3 separate regions of the Mus musculus genome follow, and regions 1 and 3 are each linked to region 2. Evidence: chromatin contacts called from public HiChIP or PLAC-seq and promoter capture Hi-C data. All regions are on one chromosome and are shown on one strand. Each heading gives the region's core, a stretch centred on a gene start, on an enhancer-like site or on the middle of the called end of the contact. The rest is flanking DNA. Distances are from core to core; before and after follow the strand shown.

Region 1 (4,436 bases), core at 528-3,027, 560 kb after region 2:
TCCTGGAACTCACTCTGCAGACCAGGCTGGCCTCGAACTCAGAAATCCGCCTGCCTCTGCCTCCCAAGTGCTGGGATTAAAGGCGTGCGCCACCACGCCCGGCTCTAAGAACAGTTCTGTTTGAGGAAAATTAATTAGAACCTATTTCCTTCCAAACCCATGAGTGACACCAGATGCTGCCTTTAGATCCTGCTTTGGCTGAAAGATTCTTGCCCAGAATGCCAGTATGGGTGCCAAGAAAGAAAAATGGCAGTTGGGAGTTCGCTTTTTTTCTTGCCAGTTGCAGAATAGACCCTTTATGTGTGTGCAGATTCTCCTTCATAATGATGAAGGGATAATATGGGACAGGTGGGAGAGGGCTGGAGATGGGAAAGAGCTGGTCTGTAGCCAGCTGGGATTGGTTCTCAGGTATACGCACGGGGTAGTTGTGTGGACATGGGTGTGTGTCCAAGCACTTGGGGAAGCAGAAGTGAGCAACTTCATCTTCCCATCTACCTAAGTGTTTATATGAGGGACAAAGATGAGAAGGTAGCAATGCCTGTTCTGGGCTGAGGAGTGGCTCAGCAGGTAAAAGTTCTTGCTACTCAAGCATGAGGACCTGAGTTCAAATCTTCAGTAGCCACATGAGAAGCCAGGCATAACCATGTGTGCCTATAACCTCAGTGTTGTGGAGAATAGATGTAGAATTATTGGGGCTTGCTGGATGCCTACCAAGCTATGCATTCAATGAGAGACCCTGAGTAGGACACCCAGTGTGGTCCTGTGGCTAACAAACACACACAAGTGTGTGCAACTACTCATTCATGTGCACACACACGCCACACACATGTCTACCCTACCACCAACAGCCTTCTTGGATAGTTTGCTTTCTCCAATTTTCCCTTTTTAAGAGAGGGAAACACCGTATCAGAGATTTGATTTCATATACTGGAGCAGGAGCAGGATAGACAGGATGGCTCAGTGGGTAAAGGGCCTTACCACCAAACCGGATGGTTGGCACTATTCCATCCTTGGACCCACATAGTGGAAGAGAAAACTGACTCCTTCAAGTTGACCTCCAGATCTACACATACATACATTCACAGTAAAAAAAAAAAAAAAAAAAAAAAAAAAAAAAAAAAATTCAAATATTGCAGCAAAATCCGAGAAAAGATATTGGAGGAATAAAACACGTTTGGGTACAGCTGATACTTGTTACAAGTCCATGATGGCGTGTATGGGCGTTCATTCTCCTAGTTCCTCTACTTTAGGGCATGTTTGAAAATTTTCATAGCCGCTCGCTTTTGAAAACAGAGTGGGGAAAGGAGTTTCTCGTGAATTTACGGTGAAAACCAGAGACGCTGTGACAAATCACAGCCAGTGGGTCACATTGACTATGTATTTATGGACAGTCAGGTACCCAGAACATGTCTGGCACGTTCCTTGAGACTCTTTTGGAGAACCTGCAAAAGCCTACAAGTAAGGGAATCCCTGGCCTCCCGCAGGCTCCTCCTCTTTTTCTCCGCCCTCATGCCCCTCCCTCCGAGGAAGAGTTGCCTGGAACCTGGCAGGTGTAGGGTTAAAGCAACCAGTTTGGGACCCGCAGCGGCAGAAGCTGCAGCAGCAACAGCAGCAGCTACAGCAGCAACTGTAGGCTGCGGCTGCGGCTGCGGCTGTGGCAGGCCTGGCTCCGGGCCAGCTGGCAGGGAGCCTTAGGAGGGAGGAGGGAGGAGGGAGGAGGAAGAGGGGAAGGAGGAGGAGAGGAGCAGTGAGCAGGCCCGAGAAGGCAGGACTTCCTGGTGTGGGGGTTGTCAACAGCCCAGAAAGAGAGCCAGAGACCCAGACCGAGACGGAGCGGAGCTGAGGAGCTGAGAGATACATCCAGTGGGGCCACGTGGGAGGAGCCTTGAGAGAGAGCCACTCAAGGGACTGGAGCCAGCGGGGGGCTGAGCCGCCCCCTCCCACAGCAACAGGGAAGACCCGTGGAGTGTTAACCGAGGCTGCGCCTGGGCTCCCCCGTGGAAGCGCTGGTTTCTTCTCGTCTCAACTGCAAACTTTCCACCGAGATGCCTCGCAGAGTGAGATGCGGACGCCAGAGAACACTGGGTAGCCCTTGATTGCTGCCTGCCGTGGCCTGCTCTAGGCCGCCTTAGGATTTAAAAAAAAAAGAGAGAGAGAGAGAGAGAGAGATCTTAGTCCCCCAGGTCTTCTCTCCAGCTCAGCTCGGTGGCCGAGGCCCGAGAGGTAGGTAGTTCTCCCGGGCTGGGCGGGGCGCTTGGCTTGGCGGGCAGTGCCTAACCAGCGATGGGGGAACTGGAATGGGGGTGGGGTGGGCTTGAGGCCCGGCAGAGGCCTCAGGGTGGCCCTTTCAGGGGAGGAGCCGATTCACCCCTGTGCCCCTGGCCATGGAGATACGTGTTGGGGACGAGTTTGGATCTCAAGCATGAAATGTCCAACTTTGGGTCCCAGCTGCTTCTTCCTGTTGTGGGTGTTCTGAATTCTGTCCCCTCTGCTCCGGTCTGTCATTTCTACTTGTCTCTGGGTCTCTAGTGGCTTTCTTCTTCCTCCCTCCAGTCGGCTCCCCCGAGAGGAAGCCCCGGAGGTGGTTTGGCCCCTGCTTTTTCTTTTGCTCACGTACACACACTCTCGCTCACTTTCTGTCTCTTTCTTTTTCCAGTTTGCAAGCTCAGCTTTGGGGTTTCAGCGGCGACAGCAGCAGGAAAAACCTGCCCCTGCCCCCCCCTCCTGCCACCTCCCCTCTGTACTCCAGTCACTAACCAGGCACCCCCAAGTTCCCACAAGGCCCTCCTGCCATGTCGGACCCAGACGTCCCCAGGGGCCCCGATGTCCCTGCCATGTGGCCCCCTTGTTCCAGAGGTGCCTGAGCCCCTCTCCAGGAGCCCAGCCCCTCCCCCACCCGAGCCCAGTCCGGAGCCCCAGGGACCATGAGTGGTGGTAAGAAGAAAAGTAGTTTTCAGATCACCAGCGTCACCACGGACTATGAGGGCCCAGGAAGCCCAGGGGCTTCGGATTCCCCTGTCCCACCGGCTCTCGCTGGGCCCCCGCCCCGCCTCCCCAATGGGGACCCCAACCCTGATCCAGGGGGCAGGGGCACCCCCCGGAATGGCTCTCCGCCACCTGGAGCCCCTGCCTCCCGTTTCCGGGTGGTGAAGCTGCCCCAAGGTTTGGGAGAGCCTTATCGTCGAGGTCGGTGGACGTGTGTGGATGTTTACGAGAGAGATCTGGAGCCTCCAAGCTTCGGTCGGCTTCTGGAGGGCATTCGAGGGGCCTCTGGAGGCACCGGAGGCAGATCATTGGATTCTAGGTTGGAGCTGGCTAGTTTGGGCATAAGCACCCCTATCCCGCAGCCAGGCCTGTCTCAGGGCCCCACCTCTTGGCTCCGCCCGCCCCCTACTTCTCCTGGACCACAGGCCCGCTCCTTCACAGGGGGGCTGGGCCAGCTGGCAGGACCTGGCAAGGCTAAGGTGGAGACACCCCCGCTGTCAGCATCTCCACCCCAGCAGCGCCCCCCAGGGCCTGGGACTGGAGATAGTGCTCAGACCCTGCCCTCTCTGAGGGTAGAAGTGGAGTCTGGGGGTTCAGCAGCCGCAACCCCTCCACTGTCACGGAGAAGAGATGGAGCAGTTCGGCTGAGGATGGAGTTAGTTGCTCCAGCGGAGACAGGAAAGGTAAGAGATGGGTTCATGGGGGCGGGGCGGGACCTACTGTACTCAGGCGGCTGACCTATATCCTGGGCCTCCTCCCCTCAGTTTCCGTCCTGCCGGCCCACCCCTTATCACCTGTCTGTTGGATAGGCATAAAGTCCCCTCTCCCTTTTTGCAATTTGTACTCTGAAATCTTTTTTCTCTCCCAGCCTTTCTTTATTCTGAATACACATGCACCCTCCCTTCCTTCCTTCCTTCCTTCCTTCCTTCCTTCCTTCCTTCCTTCCTTCCTTCCTTCCTTCCGTTTTTCCTTTCCATCTCTTTTCTTTTTTCTTTTCTCTCCTTTTTCTGTGGCCTTCACATTGTTGCCCTTGGCCTATGTGGCCTGCCCACTTCAGTCTTTACCTTCCCTGATTTCAGGTGATGAGGGTGGAGGTTCCAGCTGGGTGGCTGGCTAGGCCCTTGAGGGGAGGAGCTGGCAGGGTTTTGGGGCAGCCATAAAAGGTAGGCATTCCTCTGGGTCTTTATTCTAACCATCAGCTACCAGCCCAGCCCCATTTTTCTGCCTTATTGCAAGCCAGTTTCTCTAAGGAATTGGGGTAGGGGGCGGGGCATATCACCCTTAGTAGCTTTTAGTACCCTAGACGCAGGCTTCTCCTGGAGTGTGGGATGGGGTGAACTCATGGACTAGCTAGTGCGAGGTAAGGAAGCAGTTGGGAAGGGGTTAAATCCTCTGTGCTTTCTGCTTCCTGTCTCCAAAAGAGGAAGCTATCCACAAGTCTGGGCTGGGGG
Region 2 (4,243 bases), core at 922-3,421:
CCTGTTTGGAGTTCTCTTTGCTTCTACTCCTTTCCTGATCTTTCCCTTTAAGATCCAGTGGTTTTTCTGTTTCTTTAGTAGTCTCGTGATCCCTTTCTTTACTTCTTGACCTCACCCTCTTGTCTTCGTGTCTGCTGTGCTTCGAGTCTCGCTCCTTACTCTTGGATCTCTCTTTGCTCTTGCTCCTACTCTTGGATTTGCCTCTTTTCTTCACTTTGTTTTTGTTCTATTTATCATCTTTTTCAGACATGTGTCTGTGATCTGTTATTTTTTTCTCTTTTACTCTAACTGGGCTCCTTTGATTTTCTTATATTTCATTTAACTCACTCTTATCCCCTTTGATCCATCTTTCACCACTTGACACCCTCATTCTCTGAGCTCTCTGCATCTCTTGTCTCCAATGTGGAGGAGTCTCACTTCGTTTGAATCGATCCCTCGATCTGGATCTGGAAGAAGTTCGATAACGCCTCGGTCCTCTTCCTTTAATTTTCCTGCCAGACCTAGTAACTAAGAATCGTCGCTGGTGGGCTGGTGAGATGGCTCAGTGGGTAAGAGCACCCGACTGCTCTTCCGAAGGTCCAGAGTTCGAATCCCAGCAACCACATGGTGGCTCACAACCATCCGTAACAAGATCTGACTCCCTCTTCTGGTGTGTCTGAAGACAGCTACAGTGTACTTACATATAATAATAAAATAAATAAAATTTAAAAAAAAAATGGCTCATAAGATCTTTAAAAAAAAAAAAAAAAAAAAAAAAAAGAATCGTCGCTGGTATGAAGCAGGCTGGGAGTTAGGTGGGATTTCTCTCTCTCTCTCTCTCTCTCTCTCTCTCTCTGTTTTTCCTCTCCTTGTCATCGGCTTTAGGAGGACTTTTTCTCATTAAAAATCTATTTTCTGGTATAGGAGGGATCTCTTCTGGACAGAGAGTAGACTGGGGCTGTGCATCAACATTTTCTGCTTCACTTTCAGATGGGCTTTTCTTGCTTTTCTTTCGCTTCTTCTTCTTATGCTTTCGAGAATTTTTCCTATGTTTCTTTTTCCTCTTTCTGGATTTTTCTTCAGAAGCACTTTCAGAATCAGAAGACTCGGAGGAGGACGGAGAATCGGGTGAGCTATCTGAGTCACTGGTTGGGGGGGGGGGGGAAACTTATGCCTTTTCTTTTCTTCTTTCTTAACCTTAGACATCGGAATCAGCTCTCCACAACTGAGTATCCGAACTTCAGCAAATGGTTTGCTAGCAGCATCTGTTTTCTTGTTTTCAATCTCTCTCACAACTTCCTGACCAGAGATCACTTGCCCAAAAACAACATGGTGCCCATCTAAATGAGGAGTTGGTTTTGTTGCTATAAAGAACTGAGAACTATTTGTATCCTTTCCTCTGTTGGCCATTGATAAGAGAAACTCTTTGCTGAGTTTAACAGCAAAACTCTCATCTTCAAAGAATCCTCCATAAATAGATTCTCCTCCTCTTCTATTCCCTTCACTGAAGTCACCACCCTGAACCATGAAATCCTTGACAACTCTATGAAAGAGACAGCTCTTATAATGTAATGGCTTCTGAGTTGATTTCCCTGTCCCTTTTCCACCTGTACAAAGGCAGCGAAAGTTCTCACATGTTTTGGGATATACACTGGGAAAATAATTCAAAGACAACTCTTCTAGCAGGTTGATTATTAATGGCAATGTAAAAAAAAAAAAAACAAAACAAAAACAAAAACAAAAAAAAAAAAAAACCATCGAGGACGCTGGACCTTTATCCCCATGGTTCCAACACTTCAGTCTTTAAGTTGGGGGAAACAATAAAAACCAAAAATCCACCAAGGATGCCCGAGCCAATTGTTTTGCTCCACGCCGCAGCGCTCCTTCTCTGGGTTCCGAAGCCTCCAACACGAACCTAGCTCCTGGGAGCCAGGCCGCCGTCGCTGCGGCCATATTACAGCTTGTGCGGCAAAATGCGTCAGGGAGGAGGTGTGCGCCCGAGCACGGAGGGCAGGGGCTGGAGAGGAAGAGCCGCTTCCTTCGCCCCCGGGCTCGGCAGCAAGCCGCTGGGCCACCACCGGGCCCCAGGCCGCGCCGCGATCCCCGGGGCCACCCCTCCGAGCCCGAGCAGCCCAGAGACCTCAACGGAAACACGGTTACCTCCGCCCAGAGGCCCGCCGCGGCTCCGCCCCGCAGCACCATTTCTTATATCACATCTGCAGCAGCCAATCTTCACTGTCAGCTTGTCTGGATTTGGAATCATCTAGACACACCTAGACTCTTTCGGGTCCATCTTTGAGGGTGTTTCCAGAGAATTATAGATCAGGAGGGAAAGCCAACCCCGGGTATGGGCGGTACCATCCCACTGGCTGGGATCCCAGATGGAATAAAAGAAACTGTTCTTTCCTAAAGTTGCTGCTGTCAGGTCATTTGTCATAGCAACAACAACAACAACAACAACAACAACAACAACAACAACAACAACCAAGTAGGCTGTGGACATTTCTTAGTCAGCAAAATGTTTGCAGCTTAAGCAGTAGGACCTGAGTTTGGGTGCTGAGCATCTACATGAAAAGCCAGGTGTGGTAAAACACATCCTTAGTCCTGGCCCTGGGGAGACAGAACAAAAGGATGCTAAGGCCTTACTGTACAATCTAGTCAAAGCAGGAAGCTCCGTGCTTAGCAAGAGACTCTGTCTTAATATGTGTAGCTTAATCTTCTTGTGGAACTCCTAACAGAAGGAGTTGGGGGTATATCTGACTCTTCTGCCTGCTTTCCGTCCTACTGGGTTGCCTCATCCAGCATTAAAACAAGGGGAGGCACCTAATCCTATTACAACGTGATACACCATGTTTGGTTGATATCCCTGGGAGACCTGCTGTTTTCTGAAGGGAAATGAAAAGAGAGGAAATGGGAGTGCGAGGGGAGGATGGAGTGGAAACTGTAGTCAGAATATACCTTAATGTGAGACAAGAGTAAATTTTAAAAGTTAAAACAACAACAACAAACTTTTTAAAAGTGGGAAGTGATTGAGGAAGATCTCTATGCTAACCTCTGCCTCCTACAGACCTTTTCTCCCTCTCCTTCTCTCTTACACACACACACACACACACACACACACACACACACACACACACACCACGCGTATTCACAGAGAGAGTATCTGATATGGATGGGAATAGAATATCCGACTCCCATTCATCCACACAAGAATGAGCTGGATATATGACTCAGTGGTAGAGCCCCTGCCTAGAATACCTCAGTGAGGGGCAGGGGGCGTGGCTCAGTGGTAGAACTCCTGCCTAGAATCCCCCAGTGAGGGGCTGGAGGTGTGGCTCAGTGGTAGAGTCCCTGCCTAGAATCCCCCAGTGAGGGGCTGGGGGCGTGGCTCAGTGATAGAGCCCCTGACTAGAATCCCCCAGTGAGGGGCTGGGGGTGTGGCTCAGTGGTAGAGCTCCTGCCTAGAATCCCACAGTGAGGGGGCTAGGGGCGTGGCTCAGTGGTAGAGCCCCAGCCTAGAACCCCCCAGTGAGGGACTGGGGGCGTGGCTCAGTGGCAGAGCACTTTTTTTCTATCATAAATGAAGCCCTAGATTCAATTCCCAGTACTCTAAATAAAATAAAACAAAAACCCAACGAGAAAACCAACAGTAATCTGTCAGTCTTTTTCATGAATTGACAATTCATGACTTATAATTTCTAAAACCGTAAGCATTATTTTACCCTCTACCTGAATCGCACTGATTGGTCTTGGCACAGCTGCTGTGATAACTTTTCCATCAGGGCCTTGTGATGACAGAGAATAGCTCTGTTCTGCCGGCTGCTGGGTCTAACAGGTGACAAAGATGTAGATCTGGCTGGCATGGAGACACAGATCTTTAATCCTAGTGCTGGGAGAACAGAGGTCAGCCGGTTGTCAGTGAGGTAGACGCCAGCCCTCCTGTTACTTTTATTTTGAGATGAGGTTTCCCTAAGTTGTGGAGACTGGCCTTAAACTCACTCGGTCCTGCAGTCAGGCCTCGGACTTTATGCTCATATACTTCAGCCTCCTAAGTCGCTGAGGTGACAGGCCTGTGCCACCAGGTCCAATTTGGTTTTCTTTGTTTTGTTTGGTTTTGGTTTTTTGTTTTTGTTTTTGTTTTTGTTGTTGGTTGGTTGACTTATGTTTTGTCTTTTGTTTGGTTTGGTTTCCTGCTAAGCAAAGCTTTCACCACTGAGACCACACCCCCCAGTCTCCACTTTTTAAAAAAAAGTTAGTAAATGTT
Region 3 (4,602 bases), core at 1,469-3,968, 590 kb after region 2:
GGGTACTGAGATTACAGGTGTACACCACCACAACTGGTTTTATGAAGTGCTGGAGATGGAACCCAGAGTCTCATGCATGCTAGGCACCCTCTGACAGAGTCTCTCTTACAGCCAAGGCTAGCTGTGAACTTGTGATCTCCCTGGCTGGGGTTACACGCATGATCACATCCTGCCTTCCCCGGGCATCTCTCTGAGGCGCCCATTTCTACAATTCCACAGATGGCAGGTGTGGATAAGCAGCTCAGAGTACGCCTTACGGGGTTCTAACCTCCCTGGGGCCACATTTCCAGTCCTACCTTCTTTCCTCATTGCACAAAGCTGGGGCTGGGGGTGGAGCCAGAGCTGGCTTGGAAGCGATGTGTGCAAGACCAGGTGGTTGGGGCTGCAGTCTGGACAGACAGAGAACTGCATCTTGGAAACACCTCTTTCCCCAAACATCAGGGCCTTTTGCCAGAATCCTTGACACCCCATTCATCAGCTGCCAAAACAATAAAAGGGGAACCTGGCAGGATGTTGTAAAGGACATACAGGGGAGGAGAGAGAATTCTGAGTGCCAGGAACTAGGAGGGCAGGAAGACAAAGCTAGGACCCAGTACAAACCCACCCCTGAGCTACAGCACAGTCCCCGCCCACTTGAAATTGTAACCTTTATTTTTAGATGTGGGTGTGGACTAGCTCATGCTATAACCTGTGTGTCAGTCGGAGGACAGCTTGCTGGAGCTGGTTTTCTTCCACTGTGTGGTTCCCAGGGAACAAATTCAGGTTCCCATTACAGATGGTTGTGAGCCACCATGTGGTTGCTGGAAATTGAACTCAGGACCTCTGGAAGAGCAGTCAGTGCTCTTAATCGCTGAGCCATTTCTCCAGCCCACACTTTTTTTTTTTTTAAAGTGGGTCAGGCAGTGATGGCACACACCTTTAATTCCAGAACTTGGGAGGCAGAGGCAGGCAGATTTGTAAATTCAAGGCCAGCCTGGTCTACAAAATGAGTTCCAGGACAGCCAGGGCTACACAGAAAAACCCTGTCTGGACCCCCTCCCCCCCCAAAAAAAAGTGGAAAGTGAAATTCATTACGCACATCCACACACACACACACACACACACACACACACACACACACATACACACACACACACCATTCATTGCCCAGGTCTTGTATTTGACCTAACATCCTTGAAACTACCAGGTAAGTCTTTTTGAAAAGTACAAACAGCTTCCCCAGCCCAAAGGCTGACTCCTCCGAGGTCTGTAGCAGACGTGGCCTCTCTGCTCCGACCTGATGTTCCCAGCTGGGTGTTTGAGAGATAACCTTGATTTATGATTGTCTGTGTTCCTTGTTCATGTAAGAACTTTATGACCCCATTACCATATTTGGGTGTGGTATTTGGGGAGATCTGAATTTGTTTCTGGACTATAGTCGCTCTCCTTTTGGTTTCACCAGAAATGATCTTATTACCTTTAAGGTTCCAGCTGTGTTTTGCATTATAAGGAGAAACCCTCTTAGTCACAGGAGTTACAGGCTTATCCAAATGCAGACTCCGAGTACTGGTCACCTGCCTTCACAACCATCAGCATTAGCTGCCGGCTTTCTTTTAATGCGTATGTGCTAAATGAATGCTGCACATCTGTGTGTGTAGGTGCAGTCTCCCCATTTATGTGTGTGTGTGTAGAGGCCAGAAATGAACATCAAGGTGTCTTCCTCTATCACTGCCCACCTTATTTGTTAAGGCAGGGACTCGATGTGAGCCTGGAGCTCCATGTTTTGGCTAGGTTGGCTGGCCATTGAGCCCCGGGGGTTATTGGGTTTTACACAGATGCAGACGCAGGGGATCCAAACTCAGATTCTTTCTTATTCGTTCCTTTCCTTTGTTTTTGCTTTTCAAGACAGGGTTTCTCTGTGTAGCCCTGACTGTCCTGGAACTCACTCCGTAGACCAGGCTGGCTTCGAACTCAGAAATCCGCCTGCCTCTGCCTCCCAAGTGCTGGGATTAAAGGCGTGTGCCACCACGGCCCAGCTGCTTCTAACTCCTAAGCCGTCATTGCTTTTTAAAAATGTCTCTGTGTGTTGTGTGTATGTGGTGGTGTGGTTTGGTGGACTGAGAGACTAGGATGTGGATTTTCCTTAGTCTAAGTGTGCATCAGAGGACAACAGAAAGGAGTCAGTTCTCTCCTTCCACCACGTGTGACCCTGGAATTGTCAGTCTTGATGGCAATCGCCTTTACCCTCTGAACCAACCCCCAGGATATGGATTTAAAATTAAGGCAATATTCCGTCAATTCCCTTAGTACTTCCTTATGCAAATATCAGAATCCAGGGATTTTGCAACGAATCTGCTTCCACGTACAGGGAAGATTTGATCGGCGTTCAAAAATGACCAAAACCTTCAGGAAGGGGGGTGGGGGCGCCACTCGGGACCTCTAGATGCGAGAGCAGCGAGGATATTGTTACAGTGAAAGAGGACTAACGCTTTAATCCCAGAACAAATGAGCATTAGAGTCTGACAGGCAAAGACGCCACACCCCCGTTCCCTAAGGAAAAGTAGTCTAGATAGGAATCCGTAGAGTACCTAGGGCACCGTCGCTCTAACGCCCCGCCTTAAAGGCGAAGTTAGCGTGTGAGGGCGGAAGTGCGTCCGGAAGCTGGAGGGCGGAGCGGTGGGAATGACGTCCAGGAGCGCCAATGGAGTGGCGCGGCGGGCGTGTCTTACTCCGGTGGGTAAGGGCTAACGGTTTCCGGTAGTGGTAGCCCCGGAGGGTGGGAGAAAAGAGGAGACCCCGCGTCCTGAAACCCCGAGCCTTTAGAACAAGATGATGGGCTTCGGGGCGTCTGCGTTAGAGTCCATTGAAGGCGAAGAGGCCCTGGAGGTCCCGGGGCCACCCCCGGAGCCGCGAGCCCCGGAACCCCGAGCCCCAGAGCCCGAGCCGGGCTTGGACTTGAGCCTTAGCCCGAGCCCGCTGCCCGAAAGTCCGAAGGCGCGGAAGAGCAGCCCGGGTCAGCGGAAGGGGCGGCGGGGCGGTAGCCGGAGGGGGCGGCAGGTGAGCGGCGTGAAGGCCCGGCCCCCCGCCCGCCGAGCGCCCCGGGATCTGCAGCTCACGGTTCCGCCCTCCACTCCCAGGTTCGTTTTCAACTGGCGCCGCCCTCCCCGGTGCGGTCCGAGCCGCTGCTGGTGGCCGGTGCACCGGGCGACGATCATGAGCTGGAGGCACCGGCCCTGCAGAGCAGCCTGGCTTTGAGTCTGGAGCTGCAGAACGCGCGCGCCGCTGTCGCCAGCGGCCAGTTTGATGCCTCCAAGGCGGTAGAGGAGCAGCTGAGAAAGTCGTTCCGGACCCGCTGTGCCCTGGAGGAGACCGTGGCGGAGGGTGAGGGGGGCAGGCGGCCGGCCGGGCGCGGTGGTCTGGGTGAAGGGCGATCCTCAGTCCCGCCTTCCCTGCGCTCGCAGGGTTGAACGTGCCGCGCTCTAAGCGACTCTACCGAGACCTGGTGAGTCTGCAGGTGCCCGAGGAGCAGGTACTGAACGCGGCGCTGAGGGAGAAGCTGGCGATGCTGCCACCGCAGCCCCGAGCCCCGCCCCTGAAGGTGAAGGAAGGGATGCAGGGACCTGGACATCCCTCTACCCCCTGGGCTCTCTTCCTCCACCTCGAGTGTAACCTGCTTCACCTTCCCATAGGAGGTGCTCGGGCCGGGCCCAGACATGACCATGCTGTGCAACCCAGATTCTCTGTGGTCCGAATCTCCGCACTTGACAGTGGATGGGCTGCCCCCACTAAGGCTTCAAGCCCGGCCCCGCCCTTCAGAAGATACCTTTCTCATGCATCGGATGCTGAGGCGCTGGGAAGCGTAGCCCTCATAACTCTGGAATGCTAGTCTGTAATTTTGTTAGTTTTTTTTTTTTTTATAATAGAATAAAATGTTTCCCCCCCTAAATTACCGAACTGTTCTTGGGAGTTTAGATAGGATTAAACTGCTTCAGGGTCTTCTACCCTTTTCCTGCCCCGACCCCCATGGCAAGTGGAAAGCACTGTCCCAAGTGTGGGGTCAGACCTTCCTCTCCATTTAAATCCCCAGCTTTAGTTATTAGAACTTGAGCCTTAGCCTGACACCGAGGCTCCAAGAATGTCCCAGCACTTGGGAGGCTGAGGCAGAAGGATTCTATGTCCAAGGACAGTCTGAGTTACACAAATTATTTTGATACGGTTTCAGGCAGGGTAGGTTCAGATGAGTGGTAGTACCTGGGGAAAGCATGTACAAAGCCCTAGGTTCAATCCCCAGAGTTGAGTGTGCAAGTGTGTAGTCAAACAGTAGTCAAAGTGTTTTAAATTCCACTTTGGCTGGGTGTGATGAACACTTGAGGTAGAGACAGAATCAGGAATTCCAGGCCAACCTAAGTTACCAAGTAACTGTGTCAAAACAACACTGCACACATACTGCTCTAGTTGTACAAACTATTATTTGTCTCTCTACATAGCTCTGGTTGTCTTGGAACTCATTATGTAGTCCGAGCTGATCTTAAACTCAGGAGACTTGCCTGTCTCTGCTTTCTGAGTGCTGGGACTAAAGGCATGTACCACTATACCTGGCTATTCAAATACTTCTGAGTAAAA

Evidence for each region. Promoter capture Hi-C pulls out the DNA fragments that hold promoters and counts their contacts. HiChIP or PLAC-seq counts read pairs in DNA pulled down with a chosen protein or histone mark.
Region 1: a contact with region 2 is called in a promoter capture Hi-C map of liver, with 2.5 times the contacts expected there. The contact joins the promoter of Tsc22d4 here to the enhancer-like site in region 2. A contact is called at or near these places in 3 of 39 promoter capture datasets (hippocampal neurons and liver) and 3 of 115 datasets of contacts at active chromatin or transcription factors (craniofacial prominence, large pre-B cells and pancreatic cancer cells).
Region 3: a contact with region 2 is called in an H3K27ac HiChIP or PLAC-seq map of acute myeloid leukemia, with 4 times the contacts expected there. The contact joins the promoter of Ppp1r35 here to the enhancer-like site in region 2. A contact is called at or near these places in 3 of 39 promoter capture datasets (liver and pre-B cells), 1 of 115 datasets of contacts at active chromatin or transcription factors (acute myeloid leukemia) and 1 of 9 other capture datasets (pancreatic islet).

What each region holds. Positions count from the first base shown.
Region 1 is chr5:137,744,192-137,748,627 of GRCm38.p6, forward strand. It overlaps Tsc22d4 (TSC22 domain family, member 4), which reads left to right and starts at 1,778. Exons shown (of 5, transcript NM_023910.6): 1 at 1,778-2,223; 2 at 2,657-3,668. The coding sequence starts at 2,925.
Region 2 is chr5:137,187,475-137,191,717 of GRCm38.p6, forward strand. It overlaps the pseudogene Gm20768. Among named protein-coding and RNA genes, the nearest start is that of Gm40349, 3.2 kb to the left of the region's middle. Within about 2 kb of position 2,172, at least 85 of the 459 cell types and tissues checked have an H3K27ac peak or open chromatin away from gene starts, as enhancers often do. A contact at or near this core is called in acute myeloid leukemia and pancreatic islet, where this site is marked.
Region 3 is chr5:137,776,186-137,780,787 of GRCm38.p6, forward strand. It overlaps Ppp1r35 (protein phosphatase 1, regulatory subunit 35), which reads left to right and starts at 2,719. Exons shown (of 4, transcript NM_027242.5): 1 at 2,719-3,036; 2 at 3,117-3,360; 3 at 3,441-3,577; 4 at 3,669-3,922. The coding sequence starts at 2,809. The coding sequence ends at 3,842.